2 separate regions of the Sus scrofa genome follow, and region 1 is linked to region 2. Evidence: chromatin contacts called from public Hi-C data. All regions are on one chromosome and are shown on one strand. Each heading gives the region's core, a stretch centred on a gene start, on an enhancer-like site or on the middle of the called end of the contact. The rest is flanking DNA. Distances are from core to core; before and after follow the strand shown. Region 1 overlaps PDCD4 (programmed cell death protein 4). Region 2 overlaps RBM20 (RNA-binding protein 20).

Evidence for each region. Hi-C and Micro-C count contacts between places; a contact is called where the count stands out from the background.
Region 1: a contact with region 2 is called in a Hi-C map of liver, with 2.1 times the contacts expected there. The contact joins two enhancer-like sites. A contact is called at or near these places in 1 of 5 promoter capture datasets (liver), 6 of 47 Hi-C or Micro-C datasets (adipose tissue, fetal heart ventricle, liver and 2 more) and 1 of 2 datasets of contacts at active chromatin or transcription factors (skeletal muscle).

The regions. Positions count from the first base shown.
Region 1 is chr14:121,298,925-121,301,952 of Sscrofa11.1, reverse strand. All of the region lies in intron 1 of PDCD4 (programmed cell death protein 4), which reads right to left. Among named protein-coding and RNA genes, the nearest start is that of PDCD4, 29 kb to the right of the region's middle. Within about 2 kb of position 1,777, at least 10 of the 83 cell types and tissues checked have an H3K27ac peak or open chromatin away from gene starts, as enhancers often do. A contact at or near this core is called in liver, where this site is marked.
Region 2 is chr14:121,234,497-121,237,651 of Sscrofa11.1, reverse strand. The region is part of intron 12 of RBM20 (RNA-binding protein 20); the gene reads right to left. Among named protein-coding and RNA genes, the nearest start is that of PDCD4, 36 kb to the left of the region's middle. Within about 2 kb of position 1,856, at least 1 of the 83 cell types and tissues checked has an H3K27ac peak or open chromatin away from gene starts, as enhancers often do. A contact at or near this core is called in liver, where this site is marked.

The sequences.
Region 1 (3,028 bases), core at 528-3,027, 64 kb before region 2:
TAGGTAATGTCTAAATCATAGAGCTGCCCAGGAGTTCCCATTGTGGGGCAATGGAAACAAATCCAACTAGGAACCATGAGGTTGCAGGTCTTATCCCTGGCCTTGCTCAATGGGTCAAGAATCTGGAATTGCCTTGAGCTGTGGTGTAGGTCGCAGACATGGCTTGGATCCTGTACTGCTGTGGCTATGGTGTAGGCTGGCAGCTGTAGCTCTGATTCTACCCCTAGCCTGGGATCCTCCATATGCCATTGGTATGGGCCTAAAAAATAAAAAATAAAAATAAAAATAAATCATAGAGCTGCCCAGCTGCCCAGGCTACTGGGCCACAATGTACCTTTCATTTCATATTATAATTGCTCACACACTGACTTTTTTGTTCCCTAAAGCCCTGTCCCTGTGGGTTATGTTAATTTAGCTATTGGATGAAGAAAAGCAGAGGGCCCTTCCCTTAACTCATTCTATCCAGAATGATGGAATTACAACTTCCATTTCCATTTAAGAATGACACATTCTAGGAGCTTAGGGCAATGAAGGGCATGACATAAATGTTCAGAGATGGCAACAGAAGCTATAATATGTGGTCAGACATTGTGTACCTCATCTTTCCTGACCCCTCAGGTTTAAGCACTATTGATACTAAGGACTGTTTAATTTGTTAGGGTGTATGGGGGCTCGGGATGAGGCTGGAGGATGGTTTCTAGTTTTTGCCTCTTGAGAAAAGTTACCAGCCATGTTGTTTTGTGTGTCTCACTTGCCCTTTGAGTTGATCGAATGTCTCAATTTCTTGCACTATAAAGAAGGAATTGACCCATGCGAGGAGTCTTTAAAGAGCCACTTCACTCCTGATGCTCCTTGATGCTGGACAAGCCACTGCGATGGCAACTCTGGGTCCTGGTAGTGAGGGACAAGAGATGAGAGAGGTTGCTGCTGGTGGCAGGGGAGAATTCCACCAGGTGTGAATAGAAGGACTGTCACTCTCAATCCAGGCATTTGTCTCAAGGCAAAACTCAGATAATATCACCTCCTTCCATCCTAAAGCCTGGTATAGGGTTAGGAATGCTAATGAGTTCTTATGGGTAAATTAGTTAGAAATGCACAGATGCTAGGCAAAAGATAAGCACTTCAAATTACTGCTATTGCCTGTGAACCTCTCTAAGGCTTTTTCATTCTTTGAGCAAAGCCCCATTTGAGAACACAAGTTTTCCTAGTAAGCACTGTTCATGCCCTTGAATGAGATCAAGAGAGGCCACCTCTCTCTGGGGACCAGGGGAAGATTTAGCCCACTTCCTTCTGAAGAACTTTCAGATATTACTGTCACTTGCAACAACTTTACCTGCTTGAACTGACATCTTGCTTCCTATTCAGTCAAATGATGGACTGAATTTTAGGAGTTCATATAAGGCACTGTAATGTTCTTTTGCACAAATGGTAGAAAACAGGAAGTGTGCTCTGAGGAAAGAGAGAGCTCTGTAGAGAATTCTAATAACAAGGGCAATAGCTGACATTTGTGTTGTTTTAACACTTACTGAGCAATTTTACGTACACTTTCACCCCCTCCCTATGAAGTGGATAAACAGATAAAGATATTCGAAAAATGCAGAAAATGAGACTTGAGTAGATCTTTGGTAACCATGGGACTTTTACACTAAAAGGAAATTTGAGGCTCTCTAGTCCAAACCCTTCATTTACAAATGGAGAAACGGAGACCCAGAGAAGTTAAGTTGCCCAAAGTGACACAGCTATTTAGTAGCAGAGCCAGAGTACAAAATGCAGTCTCAGTGTCCTAGCCTTGCACAAGCTAGGGATCATGTTGACAGAGAAAGTCCAGACCTTCTGGCACCCAGGCCTGGCCTACTCAAATTTGAGTCTCTTGGATAAAAGTTAAGTATATGAACCCATTTCTGGTCCCCGGAGCCTCCTGCTATCACATGAGCCCATTTTGAGGTCCTGAAAGTGAGGAAGGAGGGGGAAGAGGGCCTTGGGAGGTTTCGCATAATGTTTAGAAGATGTCTATTGGGGGCATTTTCAAGAATCTTTTTCCTAGAGTAAAGCGCATAGAGTAACGTGAGGCATAGCACAGAGAAGTAGATGCAATGTTTAAAAATAGTTGTACCAAGAAAGGCTAATAAGGTTTCACTTCCCCAGTTCAACTTTTGAGGGGTTTTCTCGGTGCAGTCATCTATGTGTTTTCCCCACCACATCACTCCTGCTACCTGAAGATTTAGAAACGAACACAATTAGGGTTGAGGAACTCTTGAAGATCAGCTTTTCCCAAAGAGCCCTTAAATTTTAACACATCATCTATACCTGGCCTGACTTCTGAGCCTGTAAAACTCCAGTTCCTCAGAATTGTGCGCTCATGGGACCATTCTTCACCATTCAGTGCTTTCTAGTGCTTACTCCAACCACCACTCCCTGCATCCAATTGTGTTGGGTCAAGGTAGAGAAGAACTCCTCCAGTTGAATCTCCAGAGCTTTGCCCTCTCTGGAACATTGGGTCCTCAGCTAGGTCTCATACTTCTCAGAATTCACCTCCTCTTCTCCAGTGAGCCCTGAGTGCTCCTAAATTGCCATTATGCCCTCCCGCAGTCTGCATCTGCACAGCTTCTGCTCGCCTCCCAAACAAGGCCACAGAGCACATGGAGCCTAGTGGGGAAATGATGGACTCTATGCTGGAAAATAAGAGGAAGGAGTGGTGGTGGGTTTTGCCTAAGAGAGACTGATCTACAAAGAAAGACAACCAGGGAGGGCTGGAGAGGAGTGGAGAGTAGGCTCAAGAGGTCAATGCTAGGCAGAGTGAGACATACCAAGCAAAGGAAATTAATGAAGGGGACCATTCAATCCTCTACTTATTTGGGGAAAAATGAAATAAAGTAGTGGAAAGTAAGAAAAGAGCAACGGTAAGAGCCAAGGGATATATTGCTTTTTATTACGAAATGTTTATAATAGATGAAGTTAGCCCCCTGGAAGGTCAGAGACAGAAGTTCCTGGGAGACGGCCCAGTGAGGACAACTTGCTCAGATTACAG
Region 2 (3,155 bases), core at 607-3,106:
AGGGAACAGAAGAAGGCAGGGGGGAAAGAAACTGCGTCGTCCTATGGATAGCACGTGGGCTCCGAATCCAGCCATGCCTACAGCCAGGGCCACTCCTGGCCTTTTTGGTTACGTGAGCAAATACATGCCCGTCTGCTTAATGGAGACAAATTTCTCTTCCTTGCAGAGACGGTCCTGGCTGATTCATGTCAACACACATGACTAAGGAGTGGAAAGAGGCTTTGAGATGCTTTTGTAGAGGCCGTGTGACCACTTGGGGAGCAGAAAATCCTTACTCAAGATCAGGATCAGTATGTTCTAGCCACTCAGAGCGTGCTGTGAGGACCAGAAACATCAGCATCTCCTGGGAGTGTGTGAGAAACACAGAATCACAGCCCTGCCCTAGACCTACAGAATCAGAAATGCTGACAAGACCCACAAGTGATCTGTATGTACAAGAAAGTTCGGGAAACTCTATGAGAATACTGTCTGTGATGCTGACTAACTAGGTGACTAAGTAAATTACCTGATTTCTCTGTTTTGTCACACAGACAATGTAGATCATGAAAACACAATACAGAGAGGCAGATACAGTGTAAAGCCAAAACAGTCCTAGGCTTTAATCTTGGCTCTTCCAGTAACTAAGATCGGGGGCAAGTTCCTGAACTTCTATGAGCCAGTTTCCTCATCTGTAAAACTGAGCTAATCATATCTGTCTGACAGGACCAATGGCAGGAGGACAGCAGATAATGTAGGAAAGTATTTGGTACATTACTTGACCCAGAGTAGCAGGACTCGATTAAAGGTATCTCTTCTTGTTATTACGGTTGTACTGTTATAATGACTGTTATCATCCACCCTACACACCTCACAGGGGAGGGTGACTGTAAGACTCAAAGAGATACTATATGAAAAAAATGCTTAAAACCAAAGAACACAAGGTACAGTCCTTTACTGATCTGGAAACAGAGGCTCACAGAGGTTGAGCAATTTGTCCAAGGTCATCAGAGCAGGAAGGGGCAGAGGCTAGACCGGTGTAACCACCCTCCCATCTGGTGGTGTAGGTAACATGGTTCCTGATGGGTCTGTTTTCTGTGTTCTTCCTCTCCCAGCCTGTGAATTCCTCTACAAACTTGCTACCTCCATGTCCATGGGGCCTGGCCCAGGTCCCACCCATGGTGAGCACTAATGAACATTTGCTGAATGCAAACTTCGACCTTCTTTCTAACGTCTTTAATTCATAGTTTTTGTACCACCCCAAATGACCTCCCTGGGTAAGAGACTGCAGGGCCTGGGTACTTTAACTTAAGAAGCAGAGGGAGTTCCCGTCATGGCGCAGTGGTTAACGAATCCGACTAGGAACCATGAGGTTGTGGGTTCGGTCCCTGCCCTTGCTCAGTGGGTTAATGATCTGGTGTTGCCGTGAGCTGTGGTGTAGGTTGCAGACGCGGCTTGGATCCTGCGTTTCTGTGGCTCTGGTATAGGCCGGCGGGCTACAGCTCCGATTAGACCCCTAGCCTGGGAACCTCCATATGCCGCGGGAACGGCCCTAGAAATGGCAAAAAGACAAAAAAAAAAAAAAAAAAAAAAAAGAAGAAGCAGAGACCTGCTGTCATGTCCTAATTAAAAGCTTATGACAGCATCATCACATTTGGAGACCAAAGCTCCTCTGGGAATTTAGTGCAGGAATTCAATTCTAGCCCCCTGGGCAGAATCCAGGAAAACAAGAACTTTGACTGGGTAGAGAATGGGGTGGGATCGAAAAGCAACAGGCTTTCATGAGTTGGAAAAAAAATGTCAGGTTTTGCCTGAAGCAGAACTGTTGGCAAAAGAACTTCAGAAGCAATAATGCAAACAAAGCAGAATCAGGACTTTGGCAATTGGTTGACATCCAACCGGTGTACATAGGTAGACTTGTCAGAACACTAGTCCTAGCTGGAAAAAACGGCTGAGACTTCGTCTTCTGACTTGAACCTTGAAGGCAACAATTCAGGGCTGTGGGTCTGGAATCAAATGGACTCTAAGTGAATTGTGAACTGGAAAATCCCTATTAAATAGGGCAGTAAAAAGCACAAAATAAGAAGTTAAGATTAAACACAAATATGGTATTAATTACAATAAAGCCAAATGGACTAAGGGCTCCAGCCAATAGAACTCCTGCAAATCAACATGAAGACACAATCCAGAAGAAAAGAATGAGCAGGAGTTCCCTGGTGGCCTAGCAGTTAAGGATCCGGCATTGTTACTCCTGCGGCTCGGGTCATTGCTATGGCGTGGGTCATTCCCTGGCCCAGGAATTTCTGTATGTCGTGGGTGCAGCCAAAAAAAAAAAAAAAAAAAGAAGAAGAAGAAAGAAAGAAAGGGAGGGAGAGAGAAAGAAAGAAAATATGGACAAAAGACTTAAAAAAAATTCCCACCAGAGAGGATCTAGATGGAATTATCAATAAACATATGAAAAACTGCTGAACCTCTATTAGTAATATGGAAAATAAAAAATAAAACCATGATAAACTCTTGACTATCCCCAGAGAGGCAAACCTTTTAAAGTTGGACAAGAGGAGTTCCCGTCATGGCACAGCAGAAACGAATCCAACTAGGAACTGGGAGGTTGCAGGTTCGATCCCTGGCTTCACTCGTAGGTTAAGGATCTGGCCTTGCTGTGAGCTGTGGTGTAGGTCACAGACGTGGCTCGGATCTGGCATGGCTGTGGCTGTGGCTGTGGCCGGAAGCTACAGCTCCGATTGGGCCCCTAGCCTGGGAATTTCCATATGCTGCGTGTGTGGCCCTAAAAAGACAAAAGACAAAAAATAAAAAAAATAAAGTTGGGCAAAACAAAGTTTTAGCAAGACGGTGAGCTGCTGAAAATCCTCCTCACATACTATGAGTAGGGATGCTATTACCTAGTCAAGTGGAGGGTAAGTTTGCCTTGTGGTCCAGCAATTCTACTTCTAGTTATGTATATTCTCCCAGTTGTACACTCACGAACATGAGTACGGGGATACTATGTCTGAAAATGTTCCTAGTAGCATTGTCCCTAACACCCAAAACAACCCAAATTTCCATCAACAGTGGAATGAATATGCAAATTTATGGTCATACAGTAGAAATTTATATAGCAATGAAAACCAACAGACACACCCAACACGGACGGCGTAGTGTTTCGTGAAAGAAGTAAT